Regions from separate parts of the Mus musculus genome. Here region 2 is linked to region 1. Evidence: chromatin contacts called from public Micro-C data. All regions are on one chromosome and are shown on one strand. The core of a region is the stretch at or near the end of the contact, and the rest is flanking DNA. Distances in the headings are between cores, read along the strand shown. Region 1 holds the start of Lpcat1 (lysophosphatidylcholine acyltransferase 1). Region 2 holds the start of Irx4 (Iroquois homeobox 4).

What was found. Hi-C and Micro-C count contacts between places; a contact is called where the count stands out from the background.
Region 2: a Micro-C map of embryonic stem cells shows a contact between it and region 1, with 1.7 times the contacts expected there. The contact joins the promoter of Irx4 here to the promoter of Lpcat1 in region 1. A contact is called at or near these places in 1 of 39 promoter capture datasets (cranial neural crest) and 1 of 484 Hi-C or Micro-C datasets (embryonic stem cells).

What each region holds. Positions count from the first base shown.
Region 1 is chr13:73,463,454-73,469,922 of GRCm38.p6, forward strand. It overlaps Lpcat1 (lysophosphatidylcholine acyltransferase 1), which reads left to right and starts at 3,778. Exons shown (of 14, transcript NM_145376.6): 1 at 3,778-4,064. The coding sequence starts at 3,930.
Region 2 is chr13:73,257,361-73,263,829 of GRCm38.p6, forward strand. Irx4 (Iroquois homeobox 4) reads left to right here and starts at 3,137. Exons shown (of 6, transcript NM_018885.2): 1 at 3,137-3,516.

The DNA.
Region 1 (6,469 bases), core at 2,528-5,027:
CTCACTACAAAATTGTAATGAGGAAGATCTCTGGACAGAGAGCTCACTAGGTGAGTTACAGATGGCAAATGATGTAAAGATGCTCTCCCATTGCAAATCCTATTAGTCAGGGACCACAACATGAACGCTAGTCCAGGTACTAAGTGTTGGCAAGGACATGGAAGTAAATAGAGGTATAAAACAAAGCCTAGCTGCAGCAGAATTCTACAGTCACCAGAGAAAAACCCATAGAAACAAAGGCAAAGTAAACATATCTCAGATAACCACAATGTAGAAAAGTACAAACAAACAGCTCTACAATTCAGAATGTTTAGTAGAATTTGCTCAGGACAAAGGAAAGCAACACAAGAAGACGATTCGGATATGCACAGGGCAATGAATGGGTTTAAAAGGCAACCACTGGCACAAGTACAAAAGTCTCTTTATTATCTTGAAAAGATAATTGACTGTTAAAAGCAAAAATAATAATAGAGGTTTAGCATATATAAAGTTAAAACACACAAGAGCAGTGGTGGGAAGGGCAGGAAAGAAACGGAAGTGGATGCTAGGGAGTCTCACATGTAAAGTGACATCATACTGCTTGAAATGCCATCAGAGAATGCATACTAAGCCCTAAAATAAATACTAAAATGTTAATGAAGAGGTAAAGCCGATGAGCCAATGGTAAGAGATAAAGGAAAACCTGCTGAATTGGTCCAGAAGAGAAAAAGCACAAAGCATGGCCAGAGAAGATAATCAGAAAGCTAACAACAGAACTGAAGATCTAACTCTAAGTCTGCTGGCACCTCAGATGCAGAGGATATAAATACTGCTGGTTTGGCTTGGTTTGATGTGGTTTGATGTGGTTTGGTGTGGTGTGGTGTGGTTTGGTTTGGATGGGGGGTATTTTTTTTTTAAACAAGAATCTTGCAGTGTACATTAGACTGGCTTTGAAAATCACAGAGCTCCTCCTGTCTCAGCTTCTTGAGTGTCAGAATTTTTGGTTGAACCACCAATCTCATTTATCTAAATAATGATGCCAAAGGGACTGGATTTTGAGGTCGGTTAAAAAGAAAAGTATGTTAACAAGATGGGGAAGCATGACCATAAGACTCCATCATGATAAAGAGATTAGTGGAGAAGCAATCCCTTTGAGTATGTTTGCACCTAATGACAATGCTGCAAAATACAGAAGACAAGAGCTAAAAGCATTCAGAAGTAAAATAGAAAAGTGCTCAAATAAGCTTTGCCTCCATAATTAACAGAACAAGTAATACAAGTGTAGGAAGAGGTAGAGCCTGCACAAGACCATGCACGATGTAACCCACCAGCATTCACAGAACACTCCACCCCAAATGCATAATTACAGGCCACAAATCTAATGTGTTCACAGAGCCTATGTGTTGCGACCACAAAGGAGTTATTAAAATTAATGACAGGAATGTGCCTGGCACCTTTCCAAATATTTGGACATTAATATCCAGCTAATGAAACAACACATGGGTCAAAGAGACCACCAGGGACAATAGAAAGTAAATTAAAAACTGAAGGAAAGTGGAAAACCGGCAGGCCAGCATGTGTGGGATGCAGACAAAGCCGTGCTTATAAGAAAATGGACAGTATTAAATAAGAAAGGTCTGAACCAGCAATCTGCACTCCCACCTCTCAAAGGCAGTGAAAGACTACCACATTAAATGTGAAGGAGAGGGAAAGAAATAATTCCAGCCAGTACAGCTATAAAAGGGTTTGCAGTTTCCACTCTGCCACTCCTGTGATCTGTGAGCAGGAATGTCTTCCTTTTGACAGTTATCTTCTGGCCTCTGTGTCTCACCAAAACCTGCTCTAAACAAATCATTTCCTTCCTCCAAACATGCCTCATCGGCCCAAGGATACACTGTGGGTTTCCACCAGGTCACATTTCCGATGGGGCTTCCTCAAAGGTAGAACAGGGCAGGTGGTGCAGACAAGTCCTCTCCTGGGAGTGGGACACTGACTCTGCCTGGCCTATTCATTTTGCTTAGATTGCAGGGCTGGGACATGGTTCCTCCCTAATCCATTCAGGGACTCATACTGTACTGTGAACCTCCTGGGGCTCTGAACAATTGATTACAATCTGGATGAAAAAACAGCTGCATCCTCTCACACCTCAGAAAGATAAACGACCAAGATCAAGGTAGAGGCAGCTCTCCCTGATGTCTCTAAGGAAGGGTCCTCCCAGCTCTCTCTCCAGCTTCAGGTGGCTGAACATCCTCAATTAGGAAAACTTGGTCTTACATGGCATCCCCCCACCCCCCATTCTGCCTTGTCTCCTCATTCAAATCTCCCATTCACAAAGACATCACTAATACTGGATGGGTCCTGACAAATCTATTAGAGTCATCATGATCACCTGCAAAAGATTTTCTTTCCACAAAATATGTGGACTTGGGTCAACACCGCTACACAGGATGTTCACAGCTTTCTATGACCCAGCTTTGAGGCTACAGAAATCCTGGCCCAGGATACCCGCAGGCTTCTTTGCTTGTAGACTTCAGGTGGCACCTGGCCCGCCTGTCTTCCTTCCTCTAAAGGTCTGTTTGTAAGCCTGATAGGCCTTTGTGCCCTGGGGTTTTCTTGACAGGGAGCTGAAGATCCTTGGATGCTACACTCTTGTGTCTGAGACTTGAACAAATGGGAATTAAAATCTAGAATCAGTGGAATCTAGGTCACAGGACAACATATCAGAACATTAAGGCCGGGTGTGATGGCGCACGCCTTTAATCCCAGCACTCGGAGGCAGAGGCAGGTGGATTTCTGAGTTCGAGGCCAGCCTGGTCTACAAAGTGAGCTCCAGGACAGCCAGGGCTAAACAGAGAAACCCTGTCTTGAAAAAAAAAAAAAAAAAAAAAAAAGAACATTAAGTTTGCTCATAGTCCTTAAGGATCTCCACAGCCTTCTTAGCCCAGAGGAAAGGCTATGTGTACTGTCGCTGCTTCATGGCTCATTTTGCAGAGGGGACAAGGGAATCTCAAGATAACGTCACGTGTCCAATACAAGATGAAGCTTTGAAGTGACAAGATCTGTGCGAGCATTTTTCTTCTAGCCAACTCCTCAAAACAGAGCCTGGTCACATTTCTGTCAGGAGTTATCAGAGGCTCTGGTCACTCTATTGTGAGAGGATGTGGTGGAGACTCTGAGAGCTCTGGTGTCCACAGGAAGTTTGGACTTTGGGGAGGTTAGACAGGAAGCCAAGGGTATCTGGAATTAGGCAGAATTTAGCTCCTTTTTCCTGTCTGGTGACTGAGGCTAGACCCTCTGTCTCCCAGTACCTGCTTGTTGAGTGTTCTATGAGCTATACAAATAAAAGCACCTGGTGTTGCTACAAAAGGCATTTCTTTAGTTTTTCAAATGTATACATTTTGATCAGAAAGCTACTTTGTATCCTATTTTAAAACAGGATACAAAGTACAAAAGGCATCCAGTGAGTCAAATGAATACATTTTAGCAGAAAGGCTATTTAGAGTCCTAGTTAATGGTGTGATACAAATTAGGGTCTCCTAGCCTATCTTCTCCCTCGATGGCGACTGATGGATTACAATGGTTAGGGGAAGGAAGCTGCCTGTGAGGACAGCGTTGCGCTGAGAAGTGGGCCTGCCCAGTTCAGTCCTGCGACCCAAAATTTAAGGTCTCCCTACACATGCAAATTCGCAGGATTCCCCTAAGTCCAGGAGCCTTAAGACGCGCAGGCGCATTCATAGCCCAGAGCGGTCTGGGCGGGGCACCCCGTTGGCCCCACCCACGTCACGCCGCCCCTCCCGCGCCTGCGCCTCCGGGCGGCCGCGCATCCTAGGCCCTCTCCCGCGCGCTCTGCTAGCTCTGCTGCTCTCGGCTCTTCTGTGCTTGGCTCGGTTCAGCTGAGCTCGGTCGGCTGAGCTCCATCTGCTCTACTCCTTGCTCAGGCGCGGGCAGCCATGAGGCTGCGGGGCCGCGGGCCGCGGGCCGCCCCCTCCTCCAGCTCTGGGGCAGGCGACGCGCGGCGCCTAGCGCCCCCGGGGCGGAACCCCTTCGTGCACGAGCTGCGACTGAGCGCCCTGCAGAAGGCCCAGGTGGGTTCTCCGCAGCGCTGCTGTACTCTATCCAGGATGCGCTCGGGATGCGGTGGGGAGGGGCTGGGCGCCGCCCGGTCCTCCGTGAGCCGCACCCCTCCCCTGCAGCACTCTTCCAACCCGCGCCAGGGTCCCGCTTCCCGCCGCCTGCGTGCACGCCGACTTACACCCTTTTGGTTTCGGTACTGGACCCTGCACTCCATCCCTTGGGCCCTGCACCCTCATCCCAGGCCTGGCCCGGGTTCCCGCCAGCAGGAGGCCTGGAGGTGGGCGGGGGTGGGGGGGTGTCCTCGCATCAGGCAGCCCCTTTCCAGCGTCTCCGCACAGCTAGGAGGCCTACTGTGTGTCTCCGTGGCCTAGTGTCGGAACCTGAATTGTCATCTGGAGCACCGGACGCGCGGGGCCCCTGGCATAACCCAATAGGATGATTTCCACATCCATGTTTGCAGATTGTTTCCTGTGTCTAGTACACTGTGTCGGTTGTTAGCGATGCTCCCTTGGGCTGCCTGTGCCCGGTATCAACTTTATACAACATAGTTCCCACGTGAGAGGGAACCTGTGCGCTGCGGCTGGCTAGTAGTGAGCGGGGACCTGGATCTAGGCACAGTTGCTATCTGTTCTTGTGGTTCTCACCGTGAGACCCGGCACGTGGGACCTTTTTTTACTCAGGGGCCAGGTCTGTGGTGCTGTGGTCACTTCTGGGACCCTTCTTTGAGTAATGAGCAGAGTTCACAGTTTCAGACTTCCGTGGTTTACAGGCAGAGTAGTATTTCCAACTGTAAGGGACCAGCTCTAGGAGGAGATGGTGTTTTTAAATGTGTAACCTATCAGACATAATATTAAGGTAAAGTCTGTTGAAATTATTACTTTCCCAAGCACCGGTTTCTGCTCAAAGCATCCAGTGGGGTTAGTTATCACCCGTAGGAATGGATGGTCAGCAGAATTGAACACGGAGAGTGTAAAGTAAAGGCCTCATATTGGCCCCCAGGTCTTGTCCTCTTTCCTGGTTGTGTCTGGAGCCTGTGAGGCTTTTCCTGAAGTCTTTGCTGCTGTCAGGTTGCTCCTCACGGCCTGGGGCTGTGCCCAGCAGGAGGGCTTAGGGTGCAGTCATATTTGAACTTTATTACTCTCAGTTTCAGTCCACAACCTCCTACCCTACAACTCTATCCCTTGTCACTTGTGGGTCTTCCTTCCTCCCGGATCTGCTGCCTGTGTGGATTTGGGACCCCTCCCAAGTCAAGTCCCTCCTGGTTCATCCTACTACATCCCACCCTAATCACCATCAACAACCCATTCCTAGTTATTCTTTCCAGTTCTGACCTTGCTAGTCTGCCTCTACCCCATCTTGGTAGGTTCCTACCCTCATCTTAATCTCCTGGTTTACCTCACACTGTTTCCACACCCCCTACTTTATGTTCCTGTCCCTTCCTGCTCTGTATGCTCTGCCTCAACTTAGTCTGGATGAAGCATCTTTCTCCCAGAAACCAAGCTCCACATTCTTTATGCATCCATGCTTGTCACGATCTTAGCACAGTTAGTCTGATTCTAGGGCTGGGTCTTTGTTGCTCAAAAGCATGTGTCCAAAGGCCGTGTCCAGAACATTAGTGTGTGTAACTGCTTGGGAGTCTACAGCCTGTGGCTAAAGAACATATTTATAAATGCCCTCAGAATTCTCTGTTGTACGTTCCCCAAAACATGCTTTGCAGAGCCTTTGCTTTTATGGAAGGCTCTGTTAAAAAGTTTCTAGAGAATGGGTACATGACCTGTCCTTAAAGGGGGAAAAAAAAAATCCAGCTTCCCCTTAAGGCTGAAGCACAAAAACTTCCAACTCCAAGCGGCTCTAAACTGCCCTGGGAGGAGTTACTGGATAGCTTTGGATTAAGGACACACAGGCCACCTCGGCCTCTAGCAGCCCATCTGTCACTTAACTACAGATTTAGCAAGCAGCTTAAGCATTTAGTGGACAGAAAATAACAGGCTAAGGTCTGTACGCTGGGGTTGAAGTGCTCGCTGCTTCCTGTTACAGCAAGGATACAGATGAAGGAAAAGCCTCGGAAGGCCTTGGGCTGTCATGTCAGCTAAAATTCTTTACAGTTTGTTATGTTTGAAGTCATAAAGTGCTTTTCTGTCACAGGGTTTTTGGGGTACTTCCCATGGGCTCTGTGGTACAAGAGTTTCCTGTCCCAGCTCTGATGTGTTTCCCCAGTTTTAAAATTTACTGAGATCTGAGTTTACTTCCTGGACAGCAGAGCCACCGTCTGCTGGCGCCCCGTCCTAGGTCAGTGGCATGTTCAGAGGAGGCTGTGAACCCCCAGCACCCAGGCACATCCCAGGTGATGGTGAGTGAGGTCAGGTGACTTCAACTAACTTCAGAGCCCTGAGTGGAATTTGCATAAATACTGGGA
Region 2 (6,469 bases), core at 1,887-4,386, 210 kb before region 1:
CCACCTTTGTACATTTCTTCTCTGCCTACTGAAGCTCTTCGGTTTTATGCTAGAGCAGACGTGTATGTGGTATTTATTCACACACGCCTTTCCACGCTGGCACCTTCCTGAAAGATTCAAACTCAGCTTCGTGTGGCTGACTTTTCCAGCCTGGGTCTTTGTAATCTGAGGCTCTGTTTGGTAACTAAGCCCAAGCTCAAACCTATGGAAGGATGGATAGTGTTTGAGTTAACAGACTTTCATTGTTAAATTCGCATTGGAAAATGTACGGCTGCATTTTGGGTTCTGAGAGTCAGCCTGATGGTCCGGAAGGGAGAAGAGGAAACCCTAGATTTTCCTCTCTAGGTTTTGTTCTGACGCTGCAAGGATAACCCAGAAGGAACAGAGGAGACTAAGTTGGGAGCTGTTTCTCCTCCGTCCCAGATGCAGTCATTCTCAGCACTGACCGGCGTTCTACCAATCCTGTCCCTGGCCACTGTCGCCATGTCTCGTCAGATGCTACGCTGTTCTGCTGGATCAGGACAGCCTCCAAAGTACTCAGTGACTCTTCCTGCCAAGGATGACCCTTGGCCCAATCAAAACGTTTTTCCTCCGGGTCCCCAAAGAGGGTTGGGCAGGAGGACAAGCCCGTGGACGACATAAGAATGATGGACACTGGGCAGCTTCGGGGCCAGGCCTCTGTAAGCTCCAGCTGGAGGCTCAGCCCCAGATGCCTGTGCGTGTTCTAGCAAAGTCCAGGTGAGGAGGAGGCAGCCACGTGGCCAAGCCCCAGGGGCACAGAGACTTTCATTCCAGATCACACTCTGGCAGCTGCACCAGGAGGAAAGACAAAAGGGAGATTGAAAGAGGATCTGAGGGGCACAGCCGTGTGGGCAGCATCAGCTTAGTCAGCTGCCAGAGCCGCCCACCTGCTGGTTCCTAGCACTGTTCCCTGAAGATACACCTCAAGCTGCAGACCCACTTTCCAGATTGACCACCCACTCTGAAGCCAGAAAAGGGACTTTCCCTGCAGGCCCCCTAGCCAAAACCTGGGGTATTTCCATCATTTCTACAAGGTGCCAGTCCGGGGAGGGGGTGGGGGGGCAGAACATATCAAGGGGGCTCAGGGAAGCTGCCTTGCACAGTAGGTGGTGGCTGATATCTGTAGCTGCTTCACCCGGTAGTCAAAGCAAGGTCAAGTCCAGCAGCATTCAGCCAAATGAACTCTAAATTAGGAGATGGCACCTGCTCTTCCTCCCATGGAAGGCTCCAGAGCTCCAATTAAACTCCTATGCTGGGGTGGGGTCGGGGGATGGGTGCCACCCATGTGGGCTGGGTCATGAAGATAACACAGGCCATGATTTGTGCAAATGGTGTTTCTAGACTGTGGCTGGTACTTTGGGAAGCCTCGGTGAGCATGAAATGAGTCAAGTCAGCTAAGGTTGTAACACTCATGAACACATACATGCACCTTGCTTGTTTTAACTTTAAATGGAAGCTAAGGCTCACGGGAGAGGTACCCATGGGCCCGTCTCTGTCTATGCAGTGAAGTGCAAGGAGGTTCCTACAAACCCTAAAAAGAGCCCCAAAACAAGGGGGAAACCAGAAATGCCTGCTCCTTCCCTGGGAGCAGGCATGCCCCTATTCTCTACTTCCTTCTAGTTGGAATTAGACAAGTCTTCCCACCTTCCAAATGGATGCCTCCATCCTTCCTTAAATAAATAAAAACCCCTCCCCCATTTGCCTCCCAGGCTTGAAACAGAAGGGACAAGACCCAGAATCCAGGTCCCCTCTCCTAGCTTATTGGGGGCTATACCGGTGGCCTAGCAGGTTTCCAAAGCAGCCAGAGATTAAAGTAGTATCCGACCTACAGCAGCCCCTGGAACTCCAACTCAGCCTGGCTGGGCACTGCTGGATGGGTGAGGTCTGCAGCCACAGATCAGCTACAGGCTGCTGGGGAAGCAAGCAATTTGGAATTACCCCTCCAGCAGCTGCAAAGAGCTCCGAAGGGGTGGGGGGGGAGCAAAGGGGGAAAAATCAGAGATAACTTTCTCCGAGGTTATCTAACCCAACAAATCTCAAAGGTCATTGAACTGCTGTGGGTGAAGAGAAGTAAGTTGGGTCTTTGAAGTGAAAACTATGCAGGAGGAAGGGGTGTCCTGCAGAAGCCCTGGGGCTCTACAGGCCACAGCCCCTTCCTGCTCTAACTGGACAGGTGGTGCTCACACCGGGCCTCTCTCCTATACTGAGACCTTTGTAGGGCAGCAAGTCCACAAAAGGAGTCTTCAAGGGAGCGAAAGGCAAAGGCTCTGATACTGAACAGGAGGTGAGAGGGGTTCTGAGCCTGGACCTACCACTCCTGTCTTGGGCTCCAGCCTCAGGCTAAAGAAACCAGTGAACATCTGTCCTCTTTTGTGTTCCAGGTCAGAGGCCCAGCTGGATCCTGATAGTCCTGAGTAAGCTCCCGCCCAGAAAGGTCACAGATCTACTGGGATCCTCAGCAGTTTCTGTCAAATTGGACTACGGATTCCTCTTGCTCAAGTCTGTGAGGAAGACTTGCTGCCCAAACAGCCAAGAGCCAGGTTGGTTGGGACTATTGTGACCACAAGAAGGGAACCAGAACTGCTGCATTACAGTGGGTGGTGTGTGTGGAAAGTCGGGAAAAGTGACGGGGGGGGGGGTGCTTGAAAGCCCATTTTACTCCCAAGGATAGCATTGTGAGGGCAGAGTAGGTAGGGTCTGCGAAGAGGAATCTCTGTCCTAAGAGTTGAGGAGGCACATTTCCCAAGCAGACAGCATGGGTAAGGAAAGGAAACCATTTAGAGACCGGTCCGCGTGCCCAAGGCCTCTGGATCCACAGGGCAGGCCAAGCATTTGATCAAACCAGGGACCAATGTCCTCTGCTGTCCTGGTAGGGTTGGGCTGTCCTCTTAGGGCCCAGGCATTCTCGCCAAACCATTCTGAGGAGGCCAAGCCTGAACCCTCACCCTCAGGAACCCCTCATGCCAGCCCCTACACCCGCGCACCCGGTGCGCGGCCAGGGCGGAGGGGAAAGTTGGCAAGCGTTGGGCGCCCGCGGGGGGAAAGCGTTAATGGGCGGCCGGGTGGGAGCAACTCGCTCGCTCGCCCACGTCACGCCGGTGCGGGCTCGGCTGACGACCGCGGCGCCTGGGGACGCCGGCGCGCTCTGCTCTCCAGGTGCTCCGCCTGGAAATGTCTCCATTAGTTGTCGCTTGCTCCCCGCCGGAGCGCGCGCGCCCAGCGGCCGCGCAGAGCCCTAGCGGGCAGCCAGGAGTGGCCCGGCGCCACTGCAGGTAGGCAAGGTCCCCACGCCCGCCCCCTCCCGGGGTTCCGAGACCCCTCCCCCCCTTTCGAGGAGGCGGAGGAGGCAGAGGCTCCGCGCGGCCGCCGAGGGGCGCGGGCGGCGGAGGCGGCGGCGGCAGCGGCGGCGGTGACTCCCCGGTGCGTCCCGGGCTGCGCGCTGCTCCCGGAGGCCCTGGCGCCTAAGCGGCGCGGGCCGGCTCTTTCCTGGCGCAGGTAAGAAATTGTTTCTGCTGCTCAAACTTTGCGAGGATCGCTCTTGCGCCGGAGGGGACAAAGTTTGCTTCTAGCGGATAGAGGCTTTGGAGGTCGCTGCATTTGATGCAAGTTTTTGGTAAGCGGATGGGAAGGACCCGGCATCCGGGTACGGGATGCTCGGGTCCCCGCGGACCGTGTTGGCTTGCGAGGGATAGAACAGCTTGTGCTGTTGGACCCCCTGAGTGCGCTCCTTCCTTCCTTTGGCGGCGCCGAACGAACGAACGTTCCGTGGGGGTGCAGTAGGAGAGCTGAGGAAGAGAGGGCCAGAAAGGAGGGCATTGGGGGAAGCAAACGGGAATTTCAACGCGTGTCCCAGCAGCTCACCCCACTGGCTGAGGAAAGGGAGCAGTGGTTGACTGCTAAAGAATGATCTGAGGCAAGGGGAGGGTGCCCGCACCACGCAGCATCTCTGGCACCTAGGGCGTCTTTCTGAGCCTACACCAGTTGAGTGTCCAAAGTGGACCCAGGCATCCCAAGCTCCGGCCTAGCCTCAGACAAAAAGGCTCTTTCTTGGTGCCTGGCTTCTGTTTTGGCCTTGTGTTGTACTCAACTTCTCTCTGGGATAGAATAAGCTCCCACGGAGCTCTTGGTGTAGCTAAAAAGTGCTCCGAGGATCACTCTGGAGAGCCGGGACTTAGGTGGTGGCAGGAATATCAAGGCCAGATCCGCCTTCCTACAAGCTCTCACCAGTTCTGTGGCCATTATCAACCCTAGACTCCCAATTCTTGGGGCTAACTGCTCCCTGCTCCACCCCTTTGGTATCTGATCAGGCCTTCGGTCTCTGATCTCTTGAAGCCCTCTCCAAAGGTGATCAGTTGCCCACACTGCAGGAAGCCAAGTGGTCTGGCTACTGCTAAATGGTGGTTTATATTTAGGGGCCCTAAGAGTTTCTAGTCACAGCATGAAGCATCTATGCAAGATTGTTTTAGCTGAAGGTCCCTGAGATTCTGGGACTCCTGTCTGTTCTTAGAGAGCCCTGTGCCTCTACTCAAGGCTTGGTCTTTGAAGAAGGCACCCTTATATCTGCAGCAAGGATGGCCTGAAGAATATCTCATTTGGTAAGAGAGCTTCAGCCAGGTAGCAGTTTGTCAGCAAGATGTCGAGGTGGGTGCTGGCCAGTAGCAGGACTGGCCAGTAGGGACTGAGTGAAGACAGAATAGTTCAGTGGAGTCCTGACTAGCCCCTGCATGGGGTAGATGAGGTGTGGAATGTGAGTCTGCATCTTCGGGGACACAGTGGAGTCCAGTGCTCCTGGCTCCTAGGCCCAGGCCCAGGGACAGGGTAACTAGGGATAACAACAACATCTGGAGCCTGGAAGCTCTGACTGGAAGGCAGACCAGAATGCTGCTGCATTGAGGACCCAAGGAACACCCTGAGACTCCTTCCCCAGAGAGGGACTCCAGCTACCATACAGGAGTCCACTAAGGAGAAAAGTGGAAATCCTCAGGATTAACATTCCAAACCCAACCCCAGGAGTCCAGGGGAAGAAAACTGAGAATGTTCATTCTGGGTGCACTGCTTGCTGCCAGCTGAGTGCCACACACAGGCCTGGTCTTCCTTCTCCTTCCCAACCAGTCTGTGCTTACCACAGAGTCCCCAAAGCCTGGGCCTCAGGAACGAAGGGACAAAAAGGCCCCTCACTGAGGTACACCAGTCTACTGCTGGGTTCCTGCTTCCTACGTTCCTCTACCTCCATTTACAGAGCCCCTCCTCTGCCTGCGCTTCATCGTCAAAAGAAAGCAAGTTGTTTGTAAACAATAAATAATGAAAGTAGTCGTCGTCGGATGTTCAGCCAAAGCCTCAGTAAAGCCTGAAAACTGAAAGAAGCTAGAAGCGGGTTGGGGGAGGGGAAGAAGCAGGAAGAGGGAGAGGCTGAGATTCATTTCTACTCGAGAAGCCCCGGTGGCTAGTTTCTTATTATTTACAGGGAGGAGGTATTAGCAATTCAGGTGAGAAAGAAATAAACACAGCTTGCCATGAAATCAATACAGAATTCAAAAACAATTATTAATGTCATTCGACTCGTGTTCTTTATATATATCTCTCCCGGCTACCAACGCTAAACTGCCTGAATAATTTGCATGGGGCAGCTATTCATTATTTGCGATGGTTTCCTTCTTTGCAAGCAGTTCGGACGTGGCCGGCTGCGGTCCAGCGCGATCGGAGAACTCGTATTTTCATCTGTAAATTAAAGCAATTACGCAGCAGATATTATATGATGTGTACTGCGGTCTCCAGATAGTCATCCATCACTTTCAACCAAGCTGTCAGGGCCGGCAGATTTCGTTTCTGGGAGGCAGCCTTGCAGCTGGGGAGAGGGCGCGAACGTCATCATTAATTAGAGGGTGGCCCTGGGGCGATTCGCAGGTCTGAACCCAGGAATCTTTAGGAGCAAGTCTGCACAGCTCCGCGATGAGCGGCTCTGCTGCTGGCGGAGCGCGAAAGGCTGGCCTGGCAGGCCAAAAGAAGTAGGGGCGAGCCAGGCTCTGGGAAGATCGCGGCATGAAAGCCCTGAGAATTCGGGGTGCCCTGGTACACCAAACTCCGCGCACAGACCGCTCATCTCCGCTTTGACCTCGGGGCAATATCTCAGGGCCCAGATTAGCGCAAGAAGTCTTGAGAGGCTACTGGGCCTCTCTCGCAGAGCACCTTACACTCCGGGCTAGAAGCTATGTGAAGCAGACCAAAGGGTGCCAGGACTAGGCGCCCAACGCCCCTTTCCCTGCACCTAACCCTGCTGCTCCCTAGGATCAAGGAGCCTACGGGAAGAGCCCCGGGCCTAGTTTGGAAATGTGCTCTTCCCAGCGAGCAGCGGCGTCTGGCAGTCTCTGTCTTAGCCTTGGGATGCGGAAGGCCACAGAGGGCGACCAGAAGAGGGAGGGGAGAGGAAATGAAGTGAAGCCAGACGGAG